Regions from separate parts of the Sus scrofa genome. Here region 2 is linked to region 1. A link is a contact called in public HiChIP or PLAC-seq data. All regions are on one chromosome and are shown on one strand. Each heading gives the region's core, a stretch centred on a gene start, on an enhancer-like site or on the middle of the called end of the contact. The rest is flanking DNA. Distances are from core to core; before and after follow the strand shown. Region 1 overlaps CTBP2 (C-terminal-binding protein 2). Region 2 holds the start of LOC110256807.

Region 1 (5,843 bases), core at 1,708-4,207:
ATCACGGGGTCAGCCTCTCCTTAACTGTGAGAACCTTCTTTGTCTGTCTGAGATCTCTTGGCTCCCTCGCCCTCCACGGTCACGCTTCTGCCCTCACAGGAGACGTGCAGTCCTCTGTCCGCCTGACTGCCCTGCCCGTCATTGCAGGCAGAGGTCACGGCTCCAGAACCTTCCCTTCCGGGGCCTAAGCATGGCCCCTTCTTCCCATAGCAAGTGTCACTTGCTCAGAACCAGTGTGACAGTCGTGGGTTGTGACACGTGCGCGTAAACACACACACACACGTGTGCGCACGCACACACACGACAGGGGTGCAGAATATCACGGCCAGGGGTAGAGGATAAGAAAATTGCATTCCCATTTAAAAGCCCCTTGTGACCTTTTCAGTTTGGGGTGGGGGGAAGAAAAAGATACAAGTACTTGAACTTGAATAATTTGGAATGCCTTCTTTCATGACCTCTGTCTCGGGGGAGGTGCTGGACATGGGTGCTGGTCCCTTGTGTCAAAGCGGGAGCCCGCAGTGGCCCCAGCGAATCTGTTTCCTTTGCGGATCCCCTTGGCGAGGTTTCGGGGGATGTGAAAATAGCACACGAGGCCTTAAAATAAACGTCGGCGTGGCGTGCTTGTGTGCCTCAGCGGCGTGCTGTCACATATGCTCAAGCTTTCCATACTGTTCCCTCTTCAGAAGTGGGACTTCAGTAAGTGGCTTGCTGTGGCCACGGTACAGCAGCTCTTCCGCTTCGGGGAAGGGGCTTCCTGGCCTTTGGCCCCTGGTGAGGGGCACCCAAGGCGGGGGGGGGGGCGTGCAAGGCAGGGGAGCACGTTCAGAGGGTGACAGCCTTGTGGCTCACTCGTGAGTCCTGGGAGCACCTGTTTAGATCCTGAACCCCACTTCATCCAAAGTGTCTCTCCCAGGAGAGCAGCAAAAGTGAGACCTGACTTGGGCTCCCAGGTGTCCCCTTTCCTGGTTCTGCAGCTCTTGGGCTCCAGAGGAGCAAGCCCAGGGGCTGGCCAATTCTCTGATCCCTGGAAGCTTCTGCCCAGCTGGTGGGGGAGGGCAGGAGATCAGCAAGATGGGCTCCTGGCTGGGTCCACTCCAGCACTGGTGTCCTTGGGGCGGCCCGCTGGCCCTGCACGCCCGCCTCCGGCCACAGCCCTCCCTGAGGTCCAGGACTCTGGGAGTTTGGGTGGGTGGAGGGTGGCAGGTCTTGGGTCCAACCTAAATTTCATCTACATCACCTTGTTTTTTAAAGTCATGTATTGTGCTTCCCCCCACAGTTGTCCACATACCCGAGACTGAGTTTTAAATTCTCATTTCTGACATGAAATTGCATGTTTCTTGCTGGCTGCAGTGGGCAGTCTTGGTGGGGACCTCAGGTCCCAGACCAAGGATGGAGCCCGGGCTGCAGCGGCGAAAGCGAGTCCTCCCCTAGACCCCCAGGGAACGCCCGTGGGTCTTGCTCTTGATGGAGCAGCAGCTGCGTTTCTTCTCCGGAAAGCAGCAAACCCCGCCAGAATCCCGAAACAACTACTAGCATTTTCTCCTTAAGCCTGGGTGTAGAAAAAGTCACTTAGTGCAACACAGCAGGTAGTTTCCAGGTGGCTGTAATGTGCAGAAACTTGTCTACCTTCCCTGGGGGTAACGGGATGCTCTGCAGGTCCTGGAAGAGCAACAGGCCCTGGGAAGCGGAGTTTGGTGGTGGCGGGCGATGCTCGAAGAACCTGGCTGACTTGATTCTGTGATCTTTCTGTGTACACTGTGTGGCTTCACCTTTTAACACGGGTGAAATTAGGATACAGCTCACGCCATGCTGTGTGCGCACCGTCCGTCTGGGGCTTGGTGGTTTGTGGGAAGGGAGTGGCACTGGCTGTAGTTGGCGAAGGCTGGCACATGCACACACAAGGCGCCTCCCAGACACAGACGTGCACGAGGATACCTTTGTCCATTGACGAACTTGTAGTACGTTTTGCAGGTTTTCTCTTGCCTGTGATCTTTAAAGTGGGCGTCTTTGGGAAGCGTGGAAGCTGTGAATTCTGGCTTCTCTCCTGCCTGGTCTGGAAGGAAAGAGGCTCCATCTTTCAGACGTGGATGAAGCCGGACGCCCTCTGCCTGCTGTGCAGGGATTCAGGTCAGGTCCTAGCCGGGGAGTTTTTGTCCCACTGTAAAGCTTCTATGTAACCCAGCTCTGTCATTGTAACCGACAAACAGAACTCTGCTCCCGGAAGGCGTCCGCTTTTTATGAGAGTCCAGTGAGAAGCCTGAAACAGGACCCAGTTCATGAAAAGCCCCAGGCCTGGTTTCTGCACCAGCCAGCTGGAGGCCGGCTCCTCCTGGGTCTTGTGGACAGGAAGCGGGCTGGCTGGCCGGCCAGCCCAGCCGGTGCCCTGTGTCAGAGGAACAAAGGCCAGGCCAGCCTGTCACCCGAGGGAACAGGAGGGGGTCCTGAGGAGGGTTAGAGGGTACGTTGGAACTGGACAGAGCTGGCCGAGAGGCTTTGGGGGCCGGGGTTTTGTCCACAAATGAACTTGGCCCTATTTTAAGCCATGTTATGTACCAAGACTTCCTGTTTTTCCAAAGAAACCTCTTGTTTTGGTTTTTGCGATGATGGATTTATTGAAACATGGGCCATTCAACTGACCCACGCTGTTTTCCAACCAAAGAGTCAAGCTGGAGATGTTGTAAGCACCCCCTTCCCTAGAGATTGCTGCTCCTTCAGGAATATTTCAGCCTTGGTCACCCATCAGCGAGCCAACAAAGCGCCAACTGCCAGGCGGGGCCCTGGTTGGATGTCATAGCTGGGGGCTCGGCCCCTTGTTTAGCAGGGGCGGGGGCTGGGCTGGTCAGAGGACAATTGAAAGGGGGTTTTTGTTGTTCTCTGGGCTAAGTTAAGCCATGTGCCTCTCTCTTTCTAGGAGTGCTGGGCTGGCCAATCCGAGCCGCCCCAGTCCCACTCACTTCCTGCCGACCTTTCGACCCCGACAGATGTTTTTTCTTACAAGTGTCTTTAGGCTGCTCTACTCGCTGACCTCATCAAATTGTATTGGGGCCATTTTCATAAGTTTTGTTTCTGAACCTCCCTTTAACCCTTGCTGAGTCCGTCTGAGAAGAAGAGCGCTCTGCCTGCTGTTTGAGCTCGGGCTCGTCTCTCGTCTGTCCCCTTGTCTGTCCCCGGCGTAGTAAGGGGCTGAGCCCACCCCGTTTCCCAGGGCCGGATGGATGCACAGCGGGGAAGCCTCAGCTTCCACGAAAAGCTAGAGTGGAGACTCACACACCAAGAGTGCCGTGAAGGACCCGACAGCTCCCCGAGGGACCCTTCCAGAACTGCGGGCGCTGCATGTGGATCCGTGCCGCTGTCACAGCTCATCAGACTTGGGGGGCCACGTGTGCCTGGGAGATGGGACCCCAGTAGGTACCACCTCTCAGCGCCTGTGTGGGGGTTGGGAGTGATCTCGCCGAAGGACCCAGGCCCGTGGATGTTTCTGTGGCCTCTCCATCCCTCGTCCGAGAGACCAGAGCATCGTCTGCCCGGAGGCTGGGTCTTTTCTGGAGTCAGGACGATGGTGTCAGTATCTTGGCCTTTCTGCATAAAACAGCGTATAGCTTGGGGACCAGCACATTCCCAGAGGGGCGCTGGGTTGTGACTCCATCCGAAAGGACGTGGGCATTCTCTAGGCTCAGCCTTCTGAAATCCCCGGCGTGGGGGGAGCACCTTTGTCCGGGGAGCACCTGGGATGCTGAGGACTCGCCCAGAGCCTCGCCCAGAGCAGGTGTGGTGACTCAGATGGGTGACTGTGCTGGGTGTGCTCTCTGCAGTGTAGACGGCTTAGTTATTGAATGCGGCACAGCAGAATGTGTTCTCAGGCCAGCTGTGTACAGGTTGGTGAGTTCATGCTCAGAAAGCTCCTAGAGCAGTGCCCGCCTCACACGAAGCTCTCGGGGAGCCGTGGCCCTTCAAGTGACACTTGTAAAAACCATGGCAGCCTTTCAGGACCAGACAGCAGGAGTCACCGGTCCCCCTCTTCAGAGGAGCCGTGTCAAGGGCCGCCTACCTTTCTAACTGGACTTTTTTTTCTTCTTTTTTTTTTTTTTTAATAAGTTTAGTTTTTTCTTTATTTTATTGATCCTTCCCTTGGCTGTTCCTGGCTTCCGGTCTGGGGGCTCCCCAGGAGGAGGCGGGCGTGTTGACAGGGTTCAGGGCTGGGGGTGCGCCTCGCTGCAGTGTGGCAGCACCTTTCCAACCTGGCTGGTGTGCCTTGAGCTGGCTCCAGATTTTTCCCAATAACTAACACCTCTGCAGAGCAGCTGGGTTGACCTGGGAGTTGTAGGAATGAGCAGAAAGCTGGGCTAAGAGGGACCTGGTGGGGTTGAGTCTCCCTCCGGCTCTCTATCTGTGAGGCCAGCAGTTTGGATTTGTCAACTTGTCAAATCTTGGAATGTTCCAGAAATGCCGTGGTTCCAAGAAACCACCGAAAGCCACAGGAGCATGTGTGGACGTGTGTGTGTGTGTGTGTGTGTGGACGTGTGTGTGTGTGTGTGTGTGTGGACGTGTGTGTGTACACTTGCATCCACAGTTACGCTCCAGGGCCTTTTCTGACTTTTGGGCTCCTGGCAGGGTGGCTGGTAGGTCAGCTCCCCTCTGTCCTTTCACGTTTCGCAGGAAACTGAAGCTCTGTGCGGGCTCCCTTTCATGGTCCCTGCGTCCTTTCTGCTCTGAATCGGAGAGCTCACCTTTCATAGTTGCGGTTCAAGGACCTCGTCTAAGATCAGAAAGCAGGAGGGCCTGTGTATCGGTGCGTCACCCTGCAGCAGGAGGCCTCAAAGGCCGCGTGCTTCCTGGAGGGCCCCGTTTTTGATAGAGCTTTTTAACGCCCCAGATTTATGGGTGTGTGTGAGTCAGAGCGGAGACCCCAGAGCGCCCTGCACGGTGAGCACAGCCTTGGAATTGACCGAAGCGACTGAAAATCTCAGCAGACTTTCCGTCTCTGGGCCTGTGGGCACCACGAAGTGTGAAGAATGCAGGTTACAGACCTGGGTTTATCAGACAGACCTGGTGGTGTCCGCGCCGGTGGCTGAGGATTTGTAGCATTTTGGTGGCTTCTGGTTAACATTCTTTGTCCTGGAGGTGAGGGATGCGTGGTACTGCCGCCGGGCAGATGGGTACTGTTTTTCCTGCTGGACTGACCGAATGACTGATCAGTAACTTTGATCGATTGGGTAAAAGGGATTGTTCGTCTATTGCTGTGTGACAAAACTTCAAAACTTGAGTGTTAAAACAGTGGGACCTTCCCGGAGTGTCCTTGGGTCAGCTGGGTGCCCTGGCCAGAGTCTCTTGTGATACTGCCACCAGGATGTCAGTCCAGCTGCCACCTCAACAGAAGGCTTGACGGAGGGAGGCCGCTTTCATGGTGGTTGGTGGTGGTTGATGGGATTCGGTTCCTCAGTGGCCATTGATCAGAGGTCACTGTCACTTCTCGTGGTCTCGGGGCAAAGCAGCTCATGGCAGGCAGCTGGCATCCAGGTAGAGAGGAGACGCCCAGACAGAAGCCGCGTGCGTCTCCATACCGGCACTTCCCTGTACTTAGAATAAAGTCTGTTTGCCCCGCGCGGAGATTGCCCAGGACACAGGTGCCGGAGGTGCGGTCGCTGGGGGCCGTGCGTGTGGTCGCTTTTTCTGGCTCCCCTAGCACGAGTGGACCTGCCCCAAGCAGAGGGGGGCCGCGTCGTGGCAGCGAAAATCCTCCGTGGGCCCCTGAGGAGTGGTTTGGGCTCCCGAGGCAGGAGGCACAGCCCTCGGGGGACCTGCCTTTCCCTGGAAGGTCATCGTTGTCGTTTTCATGGTTCCTG
Region 2 (5,843 bases), core at 1,211-3,710, 99 kb before region 1:
TAAATAAAATAAAATAATTGGAGTTTGAAATAACTCACATGTTGGAGGCAAATGGACTCAACATTTCAAAATATAGGGTATCAAGTTGAAATGACAAATGATTTTTGCTCCCAGGATGACTTTTTTTTTTTTTTTTTAAACGTTTTCAAAACAACACAGCATTTTCTAAGTTAGGTCAAATTGGTAGTAGCCATGAAAGTGGAACAAGTGATGTGAAAAATTAGCTGACGTTCCCTGTTTTCTGAGTGGAAAGAGGGCCACTCAGGACCAAAGATCATCTGTGAAATAAAGAAGCAGGAACTCGTCATGATTGTTATAGCTCACACCTAAGAAAGATAGAAACGCCTGTACCAGGAGCCCAGTACCCTGGGGGTGGGCGGGGTCCGTGTGCAGCCCAGAACTTTCTTAGGCTCGGTGACCTTGAGTCAAAACTGATGCGGAGGGGAGAGCCCTGAAGAAGTTTCTGGGGATGCAGGGTCGTCAGAAGATGGAGACCCCGAACACAGCAGGAGTCTGGCAGTTTTTCACCTGTACCGTAGACTCCGGAGCCACTCAGCTGGCCTGGCCCGGGCCTATTAGGACAAGTAGAAAACCAGCTTCGGACATCTTAGTAACTGAATTTTCTGAGCTAGTGCGTTTTAAATGCCTGGCCCGGCACTGCCAGCACTTCTAGGAGGTCTTCAGTGGGGTTTGAAAACCTATTGTTTGATGATAAAACGGTCATCCGGAGTCAAGGCCCCCACATTGCCTGTCGCACAGGCCAACCTGGGCGCAGCTTTAGCAAACGAGTAGCGAGAACTCACCCCCCGCTGCGGGCGGGCGCTGGAGTTTTAAAAATGTCAATAGACCGAGAGGCCTAGAGCAGAGCTCTTCGGGATGCAGAAGAGGGTCCAGCGGTTCGGTGGCCCTTTCTCTGGCCCCAGGCCCCAGCCCAAGTTTCCTCCGGTTGGTAGGGTGTGGTGCACTCCGGGTACGTGGGAGGCTCAACTCCGCCACTCAGATCCGGGCATGGCAGTCCCTGCGGCCTGCAGAGGCCAGACCTCACACACCCCTTCCCACGCCTTTGCTGCTCAACGTCTCAATCCAGTTCCTAACATCTCAATATGGTTTTTAAACAGATCGAGACTAAGGGCTCCATTCAGCCCAAGAGGGGCTCTTGCAGGACGCGCGGCCGATCTCAGAGACGTGAGATGAGTTTGGGGGGCTCTGGGGCGCAGGCAAAAGAGCCCTCCCAGCCCGCAGCCGCTGACTCCTTTCCGCAAACTGGGCTCCCACACCGCGGGTCACGGGCGTGCAATTTCGTCTAGGTGCGGCCGGCGCTCGGCCTGGATCCTGGTGTTCAGACACTAACCTCGGCGCGTTGGGGCGGCGCGCGAGCCCAGGTCCTTGATTCTCTGGAGCCGCTGCGGCCGCAGAGCGCCTCCGTCCCGCGAGGCCCGGAGCTCCCACCCAAGGCGAGGCTTTAAAAATAGCCCCGGCGAGATCCAAGCAACAGGAAGGAACATTTTTTTTTTTTGATGTGTAAAAAATGTTTTTGCTTCTTGTAGGGAACGCAACCGCTGCAAGTTCCAGCACACAGGGCTCCCTCTGCGCGCACCCACAGCTATCGCCGCCCCTCGGGCCAGGCGCGGGCACCGTCTCCCGGATCCGGATTTGGGGAGCGCAAGTGCCCCCTGTGGCCGGCCTGCGCCTGACCCCGCGGGCCTTGAGAAGGCACAGGCAGCCGGCGCGGGGGCCCGGGAGGAAGTTGGAGCCGTGGGGCCGGGAAGGGGGCAGGTCGTCGGCGCCGTGGGCCCGGCGGGGGCCCGAAGGAGCCAGGGCCGCCTCGGGGCGCCGCGCCGCGGTCCGCCCGGGCTCGCGTCCCCCCACGTGGCCGGCCGCCCGGGGCCCCACGTGGAAGGGGCGGAGGAGGAAGGAGGGCGAAGGCAGGGCCGGACTCCTGGCCGCCGCCGCCGCTGGACCCCCACCCCTGCCGCCAGGGCCCCAGCGTTACGCGAGGGCCTCCCGGGCGGGGCCTGGCCGGGGAGTGCCCGCCGCGCCCGGCCCCCTCGCCCGCCCGCCGCGCCTGTGTGCACTTTCGCGGAGCCACTAATCCCCGAGAGAGCCGATTTGTAGTGAAGAGTATCCGTAGGGGGCGAGGCCGGCCCATGTGGGGTTGTGTCATTGGTTTGCAAAGAGAGACCCCGCCTTTGCCCAAAAAAAAAAAAGAAAAAAGGAGAAAAAAAAAAAAAAAAAAAAAAAAAAAAAGGAGCGAGGAGTGAGCGGGCGGCGACCCTCACCTCGCCTCCCGCCTCGCTCCTGCGCAGCCAGCGGCCACCGGGAGACGCAGTCGGCGTCGCTTCTTTCCCTTTCCTTTTCTCTCCGTTTTCCTCCTCCTTCCCCGGAGGAGAAAACAAATAAAGAAGAGCAAATAGCCGGGAGGCGCTCGGCATCCAGGACGCTCCCTCCCCCGATCCAAGTTGGAATTAGCATCCTCTTGGGGGTGAGCGAAGCGCGGGGCGAGGGCGGGCCGGGGACCCCCAGCGCAGCCCCCTCCCGGCCGGCGGGCGTGGGGCCGGGACGGAGCTGGGGAGGATCGGGAGCCGGGTGGGCGGAGGAAGGGGGTGGGGTGGGTGGGGAAGTAGGAAGAGGCTCGGCGGTGAGGGGAGGAGGAGGAAGGGAAGGGGAGGGATAGGGTGGGGAGGGGAGAGAAGGGGGAGGAGAGGGAAGGGCAGTAGGGGGAGGGGCGGGGAGCTGGAGAGATTAAGTTTTTGTGTGTGTGTCCCTGTGTGCGTGTGTCATTTTAAGGTGGCCCGGGAGCGGCCCAGAAGAGCCGGCGGCGGCCCAAGGAGCGAGGGACGGAGCCGGGAGCCATGCCGCGCTGAGGGGGGGGCCGCACAGCCGCCGCCACCGCCACCGCCGCCGGGTGGGGTGGGAGGGGCGGGAGCCGCCGCCGCTGCCGCCGCCGCCGCCGCCGCCGCCGCCGCCTCCCGGGTGGGCGCCCTTCGCCTTGGACGCCGGCGGCCCAGGACGAGGTAAGGGGGGCCCCGGGGGAGGGCTGGGGCCGCCGCCGCCCCCGCCCCCGCCTCACCTGCGGCCACGGGCTGGGGGCGCCGCGCCCGCGCCTCACTGCGCCACTGGGGGAGGAGGAGGAGGGCGAAGGACACGGAGCCGGCATCCGAGGACATCTTTGGTCTGCGCCCCCGGCCCGGTGTCCCTGCTCGGCGCTTGGGGGTGGGCGCCGGCCTGGGGGTCCTTGCCCGCGCCCCCCCCCCCCGCCACCGCGGATCGCGCCCGCTGGCCGCCGTTTGCGCCAGGATTTTTGTTGTTGTGATGAGAGTTGATGAATGCGAAGTAGGCGGTCACCTTCCTTCCCATCAGGATTGGGAAAAAAAAAAAAAAAAAAAAAAAAAAAGAAACCCCGAGTGCGGCGGCGTCCGGAGGGCAGCGGCGGCGGCGGCGTCTCGGCGACGGTTTCCTAGGTGCCCCCGGCTCCCATTCCCCGAGGCCGGTGGGTGCGCGCGCGGGGGCTGCCAGCGACCCAGGCCGAGCGCGCGGCACGCCGCGGGGACAATACACCCGGATCCCTCGGGACCGGGAGTCCGAGCGCGCCGGGCCTTTCGCCTGCGGGGCGGGGGCGGGGGAGGGGAGCTGAGGGTCCACTGGGAAACCGGGGCGCGCTCGGCTCGGGGCCCCCAGGGGAGCGGCCCCTGCCGGCAGGGGATCCCGCGCGGCGCCCCGGGAGCGCAAGTGAAAGACGGGAAAGGAGGCGAAGTGGAACCCTTTTGTTTTGCCGGCCCCGCATTGTTGGCTTCTCCGGGCAGCCGGGCCACATCTGCCGCCGCCACCACCACTGCCGCGCCGGGCTCGGCCCGCCAAAGTCGCAGCGGGGCGGGGGCCCGGGGCGAGCCGGGCGGCGGGCGCGGGCGCGGGCGGGGGCCGGGCTGGCTGGGCATTTCCTCTGCCCGGCCGCGCTCCCGCCAGCACCACTTCCTCCTCGCCCGCCGCCGCTGCCGCCGCCGCCGCCGCCGCCGCCGCCGCCGCCGCCGCGAACCCGGCCCGCCGGCCTCCCCCGCCCTGGCCGCACTTTTCGGGTGGGGCGATCCAAAAAGAAAAAGTTTCGCAGGAGGGGCTGGCGGGGGCGCGCCCCGGGCCGCGGTAACTCGGCGCGGCGCAGCGACAGCCGGGCGGCCGCGGTCGCCTCTTCCTCCTTGTCCTCCGCGGCGCCGGACGGACCCGAGCGACCAGAGGGAAGCGCCTTTCTTTCTCTCCCTCGCGCTCTTCCCAACGCCCCGGGGCAAGTTGGGCAGAGGCGCCCGGGAGCCGAGGCGCGCAGAGATCTTTCACCAGCGGGAGGCCCGCGGCGTGGCCGGTCGTGCGCAGCCCACGCAGCTCCCTGGTGCTGGGAGGCCGCGGGCCCGGGAGCTCGGCGCGGTCACCGCTGGCCGCAGCGAGACACACACACGCGCACACACTCCCTCCGGTGGCTCGCTTGCCGCCGCCGCCGATGGTCACGGACACTGTGTGCGTGTGCGCGAGAGTGCGTGTGGTGCTTCCAGCCCCCGAATACTTTTTCCCGAGGCGGCCCAAGCAGCAGTTGGCTCCAGGGGTCCCCTTGTTTAGTATTTGACGGGGGAAAGGAGGAATTTTTGGTAGAAATCCCCGCTTGTTCTGCGACCTTGCGGTGGAGGCGGCTGGCAGTGGCCTACGTCGTGAAGCAGGGCTCACTTGCCCTATCCGGGGTAAACAGATCATTCTGGATTTTTCCCCTCTTTAAAGACTGGAGGATCGGGTTAAGTTCTTAGAGTCAGATGTGAATGGCTCGAAGGGTAGACAAGAGAATTCTATAAATATGCATTGGGAATTTAAAATGCTAAGTGCCTTATTTGCAATTCTGTTGGATATTGTAGAGACTGGTATATTTTTATCTGACATGGATAATTTGGCGGGGACGTTTATTTTGGTTAGTTTACTAAGTGATTCTGCCTCCCGACTTTGGCGAACTATGTATCAAATTCTCCGTACTACTCTTTCAAAGAAGACACTCTTCTTTGCTGGGTGCTTGGGTTCAAAGACAGTCTAAAATTTACCTCTTGTTCTGTACCTAAGACTGCTGTTCTGCCTCTAGGGTTCTCAAAGTAGAACTTGGTAGATTTCATGTACTTCGGAGTATTCCACTGTTTTGATTTTTTGAATAACATTTTTTACATGTTGGAGTAATGGGAGCTTAAAGGATCTTGTTTTCATAATTTGATTTCAAAGAGTACTTCTTAGAGCAATTATAAAGTAATATTCAAAATGCTCATTAAACAGTTTCAGTCAAACAGGCTTTAATATTGAAACAGCATTTCTTTTCTCTTTTTCAAGTACGAGGGTCTGTATCCCAGAGTTGAAACACTAAATATCCTTTTGTCTAGCATCAGATCTCTGAGCTGCTGCCACCGCTCCGGTCAAAACCCCTTTTTATTGCCCCCCAAAGAAAAGTTAACGAGAGGGTAGATTTCAAGCAAAAAAGCAGGCCCTCCTTGCAGAATAGGCTTCCATTTGCCATCGAAGTTGAATGTTAGCCGTGAATGCACTTGCCTTTAATGAAACCAGTTTAATCGTTCACACTTGATCAAGTATAACAGGACCAAACAAAGGAAATAAGCCAGCATATTTCTGTAGAGCATTGAGGGGTTTAGTGTAAGTGTTGGTGTAGGGTCACCCCCTCCCCCACTCTGTCCCCTGTACAGAGTGAAGGCAGAGAATTTATGGCATTGATTGGTTTTCTGTGCCTGAGGGGTAGAGGACCCCAGTTTGTCCTGGTAGAAAGCAGCTATTAGAGGGAAATAAAAAATCTTGGTTTTGGAGCTTGCTTTGGA

The links. HiChIP or PLAC-seq counts read pairs in DNA pulled down with a chosen protein or histone mark.
Region 2: an H3K27ac HiChIP or PLAC-seq map of skeletal muscle shows a contact between it and region 1. The contact joins the promoter of LOC110256807 here to the enhancer-like site in region 1. A contact is called at or near these places in 1 of 5 promoter capture datasets (fetal skeletal muscle), 11 of 47 Hi-C or Micro-C datasets (alveolar macrophages, brain, fetal heart ventricle and 6 more) and 2 of 2 datasets of contacts at active chromatin or transcription factors (alveolar macrophages and skeletal muscle).

The regions. Positions count from the first base shown.
Region 1 is chr14:134,386,930-134,392,772 of Sscrofa11.1, reverse strand. The region is part of intron 2 of CTBP2 (C-terminal-binding protein 2); the gene reads left to right. Among named protein-coding and RNA genes, the nearest start is that of CTBP2, 99 kb to the left of the region's middle. Within about 2 kb of position 2,957, at least 35 of the 83 cell types and tissues checked have an H3K27ac peak or open chromatin away from gene starts, as enhancers often do. A contact at or near this core is called in alveolar macrophages, fetal skeletal muscle, retroperitoneal adipose tissue and 2 more, where this site is marked.
Region 2 is chr14:134,485,315-134,491,157 of Sscrofa11.1, reverse strand. It overlaps LOC110256807, which reads right to left and starts at 2,460. Exons shown (of 1, transcript XM_021073633.1): 1 at 18-2,460. The coding sequence starts at 2,432. The coding sequence ends at 1,347. It overlaps CTBP2 (C-terminal-binding protein 2), which reads left to right and starts at 2,353. Exons shown (of 11, transcript XM_021073631.1): 1 at 2,353-2,482.